2 separate regions of the Mus musculus genome follow, and region 1 is linked to region 2. The links are chromatin contacts, called in public HiChIP or PLAC-seq maps. All regions are on one chromosome and are shown on one strand. Each heading gives the region's core, a stretch centred on a gene start, on an enhancer-like site or on the middle of the called end of the contact. The rest is flanking DNA. Distances are from core to core; before and after follow the strand shown.

The links. HiChIP or PLAC-seq counts read pairs in DNA pulled down with a chosen protein or histone mark.
Region 1: a contact with region 2 is called in an H3K27ac HiChIP or PLAC-seq map of trophoblast stem cells, with 15 read pairs. The contact joins the enhancer-like site here to the promoter of Zbtb11 in region 2. A contact is called at or near these places in 7 of 39 promoter capture datasets (the C10 cell line, the HPC-7 cell line, embryonic stem cells and 4 more), 1 of 484 Hi-C or Micro-C datasets (embryonic fibroblasts), 15 of 115 datasets of contacts at active chromatin or transcription factors (the 230-238 cell line, the HPC-7 cell line, the SCID.adh cell line and 9 more) and 3 of 9 other capture datasets (adipose tissue, liver and pancreatic islet).

Annotation. Positions count from the first base shown.
Region 1 is chr16:56,093,286-56,098,246 of GRCm38.p6, reverse strand. Senp7 (SUMO1/sentrin specific peptidase 7) reads right to left here. Exons shown (of 24, transcript NM_025483.4): 4 at 816-907. It also overlaps the pseudogene Gm18723. Among named protein-coding and RNA genes, the nearest start is that of Senp7, 20 kb to the right of the region's middle. Within about 2 kb of position 1,441, at least 19 of the 459 cell types and tissues checked have an H3K27ac peak or open chromatin away from gene starts, as enhancers often do. A contact at or near this core is called in trophoblast stem cells, where this site is marked.
Region 2 is chr16:55,971,741-55,976,494 of GRCm38.p6, reverse strand. Zbtb11 (zinc finger and BTB domain containing 11) reads right to left here and starts at 2,691. Exons shown (of 11, transcript NM_173026.2): 1 at 2,124-2,691. The coding sequence starts at 2,433. It overlaps Zbtb11os1 (zinc finger and BTB domain containing 11, opposite strand 1), which reads left to right and starts at 1,878. Exons shown (of 1, transcript NR_027965.1): 1 at 1,878-3,227.

The DNA.
Region 1 (4,961 bases), core at 192-2,691, 120 kb before region 2:
ATAATAACTTTCTAACCACGGACTGATATCCAACCCTGGTGTGTCCTAAATTCCTTCTGAAAATAATTGTTTGAATCTCCAGATACTGAGTTTACTATATCCGTAATTTGTGGATACTATGACTGTATCAAGTAAGAGTTGCTGAATAATGTACCTTTTAAGACACTGATGACATCAGCCATCATTGGGAAGAGAGGCCCCTTGGTCTTGCAAACTTTATATACCCCAGTACAGGGGAACACTAGGGCCAAGAAGTGAGAGTGGGTGGGTAGGGAAGCAGGGCAGAGGGAGGGTATAGGCGACTTTTGGGATAGCATTTGAAATGTAAGTGAAGAAAATATCTAATAAAAAAAAATTGAAAAAGAAAAAAAGACACTGATGACAGCTGGGCAGTGGTGGCACATATGTTTAATCCCAGCACTTGGGAAGCAGAGGCAGGCGGATTTCTAAGTTCAAGGCCAGCCTGGTCTACAAAGTGATTTCCAGGACAGCCAGGGCTGTACAGAGAAACCCTGTCTCAAAAAAAAAAAAAAAAAAAAAAAACACCGATGACAAATATGAATCAAGAAGTATTATCAGTCTATAATTCTTACCCTGTCAGCCAAAGCTTATCAAGATGTACCAAATACATAAAAACAATTAGTAAAGAAAATTATAATCACAAAAAAAAAGCAATCTTAGAGGACACTGAGTTCAGACCCTTCTATTTTAAACATGTTAACTGAGAGCCAACAAGCATCAAATAATCACTCCTGGTCACGCTGTCTATGCACTGTATAAACCCATTCTATGTCACACATAAATACCTAGCTTACCTTTTTGGTAATCCCTTAGGAGGACACCCACGGGCAGCTTTTGGTTTTTTGTGGTCTAGACAGATGACTTTATTTCTTAGGCTTCTTGTCCACTAAGGAAAAAAAATTGATAATAAATATAATAATACGACTAAAGGCACTTGTATTTTTACTTATATATCCAAGACAATCAGTCAAATTCTCTTTTCTTTATTAACGTATATCTTATGTGTAGAGTGTTTGTCTATATATATGTCTGTGCATCACATAAGTGCCCAGCCACATGGGGGGAGGGCATGTTTTGAAACATTTCTTAAACAAGGAAAGAGATTCTGAAACATGCTACAACATGAACAAGTCTTGGCATTAATCTAAGTGAAATAAAGCAGCAATAAAAAGATAAACTGAACAGTTCCGTTTGAATCCTGGAGGAGGCAATCTTAGAGACAGTGGGTGAGGCTAGGGCAGGGAGACAACAGGGAAGTAGTATTACAATCTTTCACTTTTTAGGATGGGATGTCTTGATAGCTACATAACAACAAAAATGTATGAAATGTCACCAAACTCTTAGATTATTAAGGGGTCATGAAAAATGGTGGTCACTGTGACTTTGGGGTTGTCCTGCTCATCTAGGACTTTAAGATGGTAACCTCAGCAGCCAGTTCTGCTGACTCAGTCCACAGCTATGTTCCAACAGGAACCAGTTCTGCTGACTCAGTCCACAGCTATGTTCCAACAGGAACCAGTTCTGCTGACTCAGTCCACAGCTATGTTCCAACAGGAACCAGTTCTGCTGACTCAGTCCACAGCTATGTTCCAACAGGAACCAGTTCTGCTGACTCAGTCCACAGCTATGTTCCAACAGGAACCAGTTCTGCTGACTCAGTCCACAGCTATGTTCCAACAGGAACCAGTTCTGCTGACTCAGTCCACAGCTATGTTCCAACAGGAACCAGTTCTGCTGACTCAGTCCACAGCTATGTTCCAACAGGAACCAGAAAATGTTTTACAACTTCTACCCAAATACAAAACAGAGAAGCTATTTTTGGAATGACCCAGCAAAGCAGGATTGGTAATTCCTCAGGAACGACACTCCCTGTCCATCTGGCCTATCCAAGCTGGTATATTTGATTCCCATGCTCCCTCTAAAGGTAATGCTCAAATGTCATTTCTTTCAAAGAAAAGACTGACACACAGAGAACCAAACAAAGAATATGGCATCAAACTGCCAATGTGAAAAATAAAAGAATTTATGCTAATTTTAAAACAAAGGGTTTCTCTGAAGAGCCTAAGGATATCTTCACCAAAGCTTTCACCTTTGTCTCAATAATTTAGACAATGACCAGCTTCATACCTTGGTAATAGAACACTGTTTTCAGGGCATGGTCTTGGACTTGAAGCACATAATTCTCCACTAGAACTTTGTAGGATCTTTCAAGCCAGCCCAGGTGGTTCAGACTGATGCTCATGTCTGGTGAACCAAAGCAATGTACATGGCCAAATCACCACACAGCTGCACATGAGCAAACTCTGGCCATCTATGATCCATTGGCTGGCTGACATATGGATAAGAAGATGTATGTTGTGCTTGAATCTGATGAGCCATATGGGAGCTGGGGAATGCATGTCATGCCTGTGTCTCCATGGGCAACCCCCTCAGTACCCTATCCTCAAGACATTGTTGACTCCTGGTCCTCAGCTGAAACCATGGAGGATTATGAAGAAAGACAAGAAGAGGCTTCTGCTAGTTGATGCTAAAAATGACTCCTGAGGGGTAGCAGTCAGGTGATGTGGCCTCTAGAAGCTATAAAGCTACCCATACCCTGTAGCCCTCACTTCCTCTCCCTGCCCTACATGGATCTTTTCAATCAGGCCTACCGTCACAATCATGGCTGATGTCTAGGACCAAGTGGTGACTGGGATGGACCAGCCATGAGCCACTTTTAAAATCATCTGCTTAGCTTATGAGTCTAACTAAAAAGCAGTTATATATGAGAACAAACATTTGATTCCAGGGTCTTTCACTGTACAAACTGTGGGAGCAGACTGACAGCATTCATTTTTCTAATCATGGAGCGGGGAATAGAGTTTAAAATGAAACACTATCAAAGTATTAACCAAAAAACAAGGGACTAAGGGCTAGAGAGACAGGGCAGTGATTAAATGAATTTGCCAACAAGCCTTTAGACCTAAGTTCAATCTCCCAAATGGTAGGAGAGAACTGACTGCCACAAGTTTTCCTCTGATATTTCTACAAGCCTGCTGTAGCACATGCACCCACACATATACAAATACACAGAGTGCATGCAACCATACACACACAATATACAAAACATGTCTATTCAAGATCCATGAGACACTGAAAAGATAAAATCTACAAATAATTGGCATAGCAGAATTTCAAACTAATAGCATAGAAACATTTTTAAAATAAAATCATAGTAGAAATGAAGTTAGATATAGGGGGAAGTGGCTATGTAGGTAGAAACAGCATTACAACACAACACAGACAGGAACAGAGATATCAAAATTATAGTCACAATATTTCACATATAGAATAAAAAATATTGAAAACTGCAAGAGAAAAAAATACCAAGACACTCAGAAAATAATACCAACACCAACAAATGGGATATCATGAAATTAAAACACTTCTGTGAAGTCAAGGAATATTTTTTTTTTGGAGAGTTTCACATGTGACATGTGCTTCCCCACTAACTCAACCCGCGCTCTCTCTTTCTAAATCTTCAATACCAGCTTCTGCTGCCCAAGTATTCCTGAATGTGTGGTCTTCCAGTGAAGTGTGGTCCACTTCCTAAGAGATACACTCTTAGAGAAAACTCACTTCCCTTCTTCCAGCAACTAACAATTTCCAATAGCTCCACAGCCAGGGGTGGGGTTGTGTGCACAATGGGATTTGATCCTGCTTGGGCCTGCACAGGTTTTATGCGTGTTGCTATAACCACTGTGAGTTTGTACATGCAGATTCCCTGCTGTACCTAAAAGATAGTCTCCTTGTAGTCATTTTATCACCTCTGGCTTTCTGTCCTCTCTTCTATAACAATTCCTAAGCCTTGGGGCATTACAATACCCACATTTCCTTCAAACTAAGCAATCATTATAGGCATTGCTGTAGCTCTCGGTTACTCTCTAGTACTTGATGGTAATACCTGTTACTGACCTGGAAGCTTCATCCCTTACTGGCTAGATTTCACAGTGCTGGATGGTGCTATGTGCACTATCAGAAGGAATAAATAGGAATCTTCAATCTTAGCAGCCTCCGTATGACAGGCTTTCCTACACTACCCTGTTGTGTGAACTCTGTACCCAGAGAACTTTCTTTGTTTAAACCCCTTGGAGGAAAAAGCCTCTACCTGCCCAAGGAATGTCAAGGACAACATGTCTCCTGTCCCCTCCTCATCAATGCAGCTTAGCATGTTCAGGGACATCATGCAAACATGCCCTATTCAGACATGATACCTTCTGTATCTGAGCACACCTGGCGACAGTGATGAGACCCAGTCTGTATATTTTCAGTTTCTCTGTTCCTGCTTTGAACTTTAAGCCATCTGGAATAAAAGCTGCACAGAATGCTAGTACATTCTGGAGAAGCAGCATTTGGAATCTCTGGTTTTGCTAAATTGAGACAGGGTCTCACTGCGTAACAGCCCTGGCTGTACTGAAACTCATTTTTAAATCAGGCTGCCCTCAAACTCTGAGATCCGCTTGACTCCGCATCCTGGCTTCTGGGATTAAAGGTCCATGCCACCATATCCGGCCTCTGATGAATCTTGAATTGGATTTTAATTCCTTGGCAGTGGTCACTGGAGCGTAGCAATAAACCTTACATCGCTGTGAACTCTATAAGCTACAATGATTTGGCCTGTCAAGACATGACCCCCAGTGCAATAGTGGGGTGAACATTTTGGGAGCAACCAACCACTTTCTAATGGAATTTAAATCCCATTCCACAAGGTGAAATCCATACTTGGCACCATTATCAGGCCAAGAACTAGAGAGGTCATAGGTCCCCAGGGAGAACCTACTACCATTATGCTATTCAATGTGAATAGTATTAAACCAACTCCTAATGACTTATCATGACACCCAACTGACAAGCTTCTATTTACAGCACGTGGTGATTACACAGAGGTCCACAACTGACAC
Region 2 (4,754 bases), core at 1,442-3,941:
CCTCACAGTTAACATTTCTTGGAAATTTAGTTCAGATTTGGGAGGTGGGGAGGGAGAGACCAGGCTGGCCTCAACTTTGCAGTGATCCTATGGCCTCTGCCTCTGGAGTACTGGTATAGGCCTGGCTTAATTCAGGGTTTTTTTTGTTGTTGTTGTTGGTGTTGGTGGTGGTGGTGGTTTTTTTCATTTCACTTAATTTGGTTTGGTTTGGTTTTTTTTTGAGACATGGTTAGCTTTGGCTGTACTGGAAACATTCTGTAGAACAGGCTGGCCTTAAACTCAGAGCTCTGCCTGCTTCTGCCTCCTAAGCGCTAGGATTAAAAGCATATACTACCACACACCCAGCTTATTCAGGCATTCTTTACAAATATCAAACAAGTGTTAGGAGGTCATATTAACTGCCAGGGAAGATGGATTACAGTTTAGAGCACTTGTTGCTCTTTCAGAGGACCAAGGTTTTTGTTTCCACGCACCCACATGGTAGCTCACAACCATTCATAACTCCAGTTCTAGGAATTCCATTTGACCTCTGTAGGCTCCAGGCACACATTTACATACAAGCAAAACACCCATACACACAAATTTTGAAATATAAAGAAAAACTGTATGAGAATAAGATAAACCTGTTAACCACTAAAGATTTCTCTAAGGAACAAAAGGACTACCAAAGAGTTCCTAAAATAGGCTTGATGACAAAGTTGGTAAACCTAACAAAAACTAGCATCTAGAACAAATGAGATGACTCAACAAATAAGGCTGCCAGCCCTAGCCTGCATGTACATACACATACACACAGCACATAAAATAGAATTTTAAAAACTTACTAGAAAGATTAGAGGGACTGGCTTGACAGCTCAGTAGTAAACAGTACTTTTGCTCTTTCAAATGACCAGCGTTCAATTCTGAGCACCTACCTGGTGTCAGAAACATCTGTAACCTAACTCCAGTTCTGAATCCAATGCCCTTCCCTGACCTTCGTGGGCAGCTGGTGCGGGCACACACACCGCCAGGGAAAACATTCACACACATACATTTTTAAAAAAATTAAAAAGAAAAAGGTCAAGCTTTTCTGCTCTCATCTACTCTCCAAGGGATCAAACAGTGCTAGGGTCATTATATTCTGCTCCCAAATAATCAATGATTTGATGGTACAGGTCTGTAATCCCAGCTAGTGAGGCACTCAGATCCTTAACTCAAGGCCGGCCTGAGTAATTTAGTGAGATCTTGCCTCAAATCGAGAAACAATCCGTCAATAAACCTGTTGCCTGATCTTTTCTCAACACACACTGCGTAACACAGTTCCCGAGGCTATTTTCACAAAGTAAAAAGAACGTTAAAGCGTTAGGAAACAGGATCCCTGTCACCGTGATTGGTGAGTCAGGGCTGTAATATCAACACGTGAGAGGCTGAGGTGGGAGGAGTGCCACACTCAAAACAAGAAAAAACATACGACACAAGTGTCATCATTCCTCCTAATAAAATAAAACCTCTTATGGTATGTCGGTCTTGTCCCATCTCCCGAGAAAAAGGATCTGGCAGTCTGGAAGGCTGCCTAATGCCCTAAAACCGGGACTCACAGCGACTGCGCCATCATTAGTCCTAATAACCACATTATTCCTTGTTTCTGTGTCGCAGTTGCAGAAACAGACATTTGGACCTAGTCCAATGGCCAAATCCGAGCGGCACTCACTGGGAGACGGCAGCCAGGGTTTGGGACAGCTTTTTCTACGGCAGAAGGGAGAGGGAGAGGGTAGGTCTGCCTCTGCCTCTGGGTCTCCCACCATCCCCTAAGGGCCTCGGGGGCGGGCCCAGATAGGCCGCACCACGCCCTCCACCGCCTGGCCCGGCCCCGAGGGAAGCCCCCGAAGCCCCACCCCGGGCGAGGGTCCGCCCCCAGCCTCCCGGGCCTCCTTCCTGTAGGGGAAGTGCGGCTGCTTTCGCGTCCCCAGCCCGCTCTGCTCCGCTTGGCTCGGCTGGGTCCCGCGGTTGCCGCGCAGCCGAACGGACGCACGCACGCCTCCGGGCTAAGGATACGGCCCGGTCCCCAGACTTGAGGGCTCGCGGGTGCGCACGCAGGCCGGGCCGAGCCGCCCCCCTCGGCCCCCGGGGCCCGGCGCACTCACCTCGCCACCAGTAGGTCTTGGACAGGTCGTGCCAGGTCTGGTGCCGGGTGTGGTGGGTGCCCCCGGGGCCCAAATGGGCCGCCTCGATGAGGCCCTGGCGACGCTCCGGCTGCAACACCACCTCCAGCTCGGCGAAGGTCTTGCGGTGCCGCTGCCGCCGCTGGTAGTAGAGGGTCCCGCCGCGCACGACGTAGCAGGCGGCGGCCTTGCGGATCTTCCGCTTGACATTGCCCTCGGTGCCCGGCGCATAGGGCTCGCGTTCGTTCGTCAGGTAGCGCAGGATGGCCCGGTAGCTCTCCTCGCTTGACATAGCCGCCGGCAGCGCCCTCGGGGGCGCCTGTCAGTGGTAAGGAGAGGCAGACAGCGCCGCGGCTCGGGAGAGGGGCCGCGGCGACCCGGGGAGGAGCGAAGGCGACGCCTGTGGTGGGCGCTCTCTCTCTCCGAGGGCGCCCGCCTGCCCGCCCGCCGGCAGCGCGGAGGGGAAGAACCGACCACCTGGTAACCAGGGGGAACTGCACTTCGGCAGCGCGCGGGATCCGCTGGCGACTGACAAAATGGCTGCTGCACCACCGGAAGTGACGCGCGGGAGCGGGGCGGGGCCGCCACCCCGATTGGAGCGCGCTACGGCTCTGCGCTCCCAGGGAGCCGGCGGTGTGACGTCAACACTGCGGAGGACATGTTGGAAGAGGGAACGCGCTCTCTCGGGCAGATACGGGGGTCCTCAGCAGACATCTTAAGTCTTGGCAGGGCCCTCCCCCACCGCCCTCCCTTTCCTTTCCCACGCTCTCTGTAAAGCCACGTGTTTGAGCGGTTCGCTGTTTGTTTCCCTGAGACCCTCCCCGTAAACGGTAACTGAGTCAGTTGTTCTGTATACTCTGAGACTAGATATACCAGATACCGCCGAGTTTGAAACTGTAGCAATTGATTGCCACTGTCTGAGCCTCTGGGCCAAATACTGTCGCAGTATTACCGAGCATTAAGTGCTTCAGTGTTACGAATTTTCTCCAAACTACCTAAGTAATTTTCTAGAAACATCACCATGGTGACGACTATGCAGGTCCAGATTGCTTAGATGATTAAATAACATGCAGAAGTAACTCTCAATCCCGTTTCCTTGTAATGCCCGGACGCTTTGTGCTTATTCCTTGAAGCTAGAAGGTTCCAGGCTTCCCAACCCAATGACTTTAGTTAAAGAAGCTATTTTTCTTTATTTCTGCCTAGAAGACACACACATTATCTATGACGCTTTTAAACGTTTGTGGTACCACAGGTAAGGAGCAAGCAGGTGGCAGTGGGCTCAAGAAACCAGACAGTGGTTAGAGTGTTTCCATCGTCTATGAAGGAAATGAAGGGTAAAAATGGAGAGCATCTTTCTCCCAAGAGATTCAGATACAGGTTTGTACAGGGTGTGGCTTCATGACCTTTGTACTTTAAAAAAAAAAACCGCTAACGGGATATTTGAATCAAATCTTGAGAATACACATAAAAAGAATGTTGCCAATACAATTAAGATCCATCTAAGCATTTGCAGGTAACAGGAACTGTTACAGCCAGGCGTGGTGGCGCACTGGGAGGCAGAGGCAGGTGGATTTCTGAGTCCCGAGCCAGCCTGGTCTACAAAGTGAGTTCCAGGACAGTGAGCTCTAATATACGGAGAAACCCTGTCTCGAAAAACCCAAACAAACAAAAAAAAAAAAAAGAGAGAGAGAGAAAACCCAGGAACTGTTACTGGTCTTTTGGTTTTTTTTTTTCCCTTTAATCAGACTTTCCTAAGAAAAGCTAAACTTTAAACTTGTGTCCTTGCAAAGGCCTACATTCCATGTACTAATTTTTTTACACAAGCTAATGGTTGTTTGGGAAAAAGATCTTGTTACTAGGCTAGTCATACCCTCATACCTCAGATACTTTTAATATTTTATTTTCTACATGTGAGTGCATGGTCACGGTCTTCAGACACCAGAAGAGGGCTCCCAAAACAGATGGTTGTGAGCCACCATGTGGTTGCTGGGAATTTGGAACTAAGGACTTCTGTTAGAGCAGTCAGTGGTGCTCTTAACCTGATTTCATCATACAGCCAAGATGACCATGCACTTCTGAGGTCTCCAGTTTACGAGCAGACCCTAGAATACTCAATCCCACTTGAAAGAAAACTCAAAATGTTATATGGCTGTATAACTCTTAGCCCAGAAAACAATATCTAAGCAATATTACAACTGTAATCAAAGCACTCTAATAGAAAGATACAGAGTTTAAGGCCAGAATAGGCCAGAATGTCTCTTATCCTTTCCTTAAAAAGGGGGGGGGGGGGGGTGGTGGTGCAGTGGCACCATGCTTTTAATCTCATTACCCAGAAGGTCGAGGCTGGTTAATTTCTTGAGGATTTTAGGCCACAGTGACAGTGAAATCTAGTTTCAACAGGAAAATGTCCAGCAGCATGTGTAGGTGCGCTCCTATATAAGATACTGACAGGTGGCAAGACCATCTTGAGGCTCCAGGCCTTGAGTCTTAAACCATGAGACAGCAGTGGTCTTCACTGAGGTCTTCATGGGGGAACAGATTGAATAGTTCTAAACTAACTGCTAATGGTGATGTACTACGTGATGAGTTAAGCAGTTACAGGGAACCAAGGCG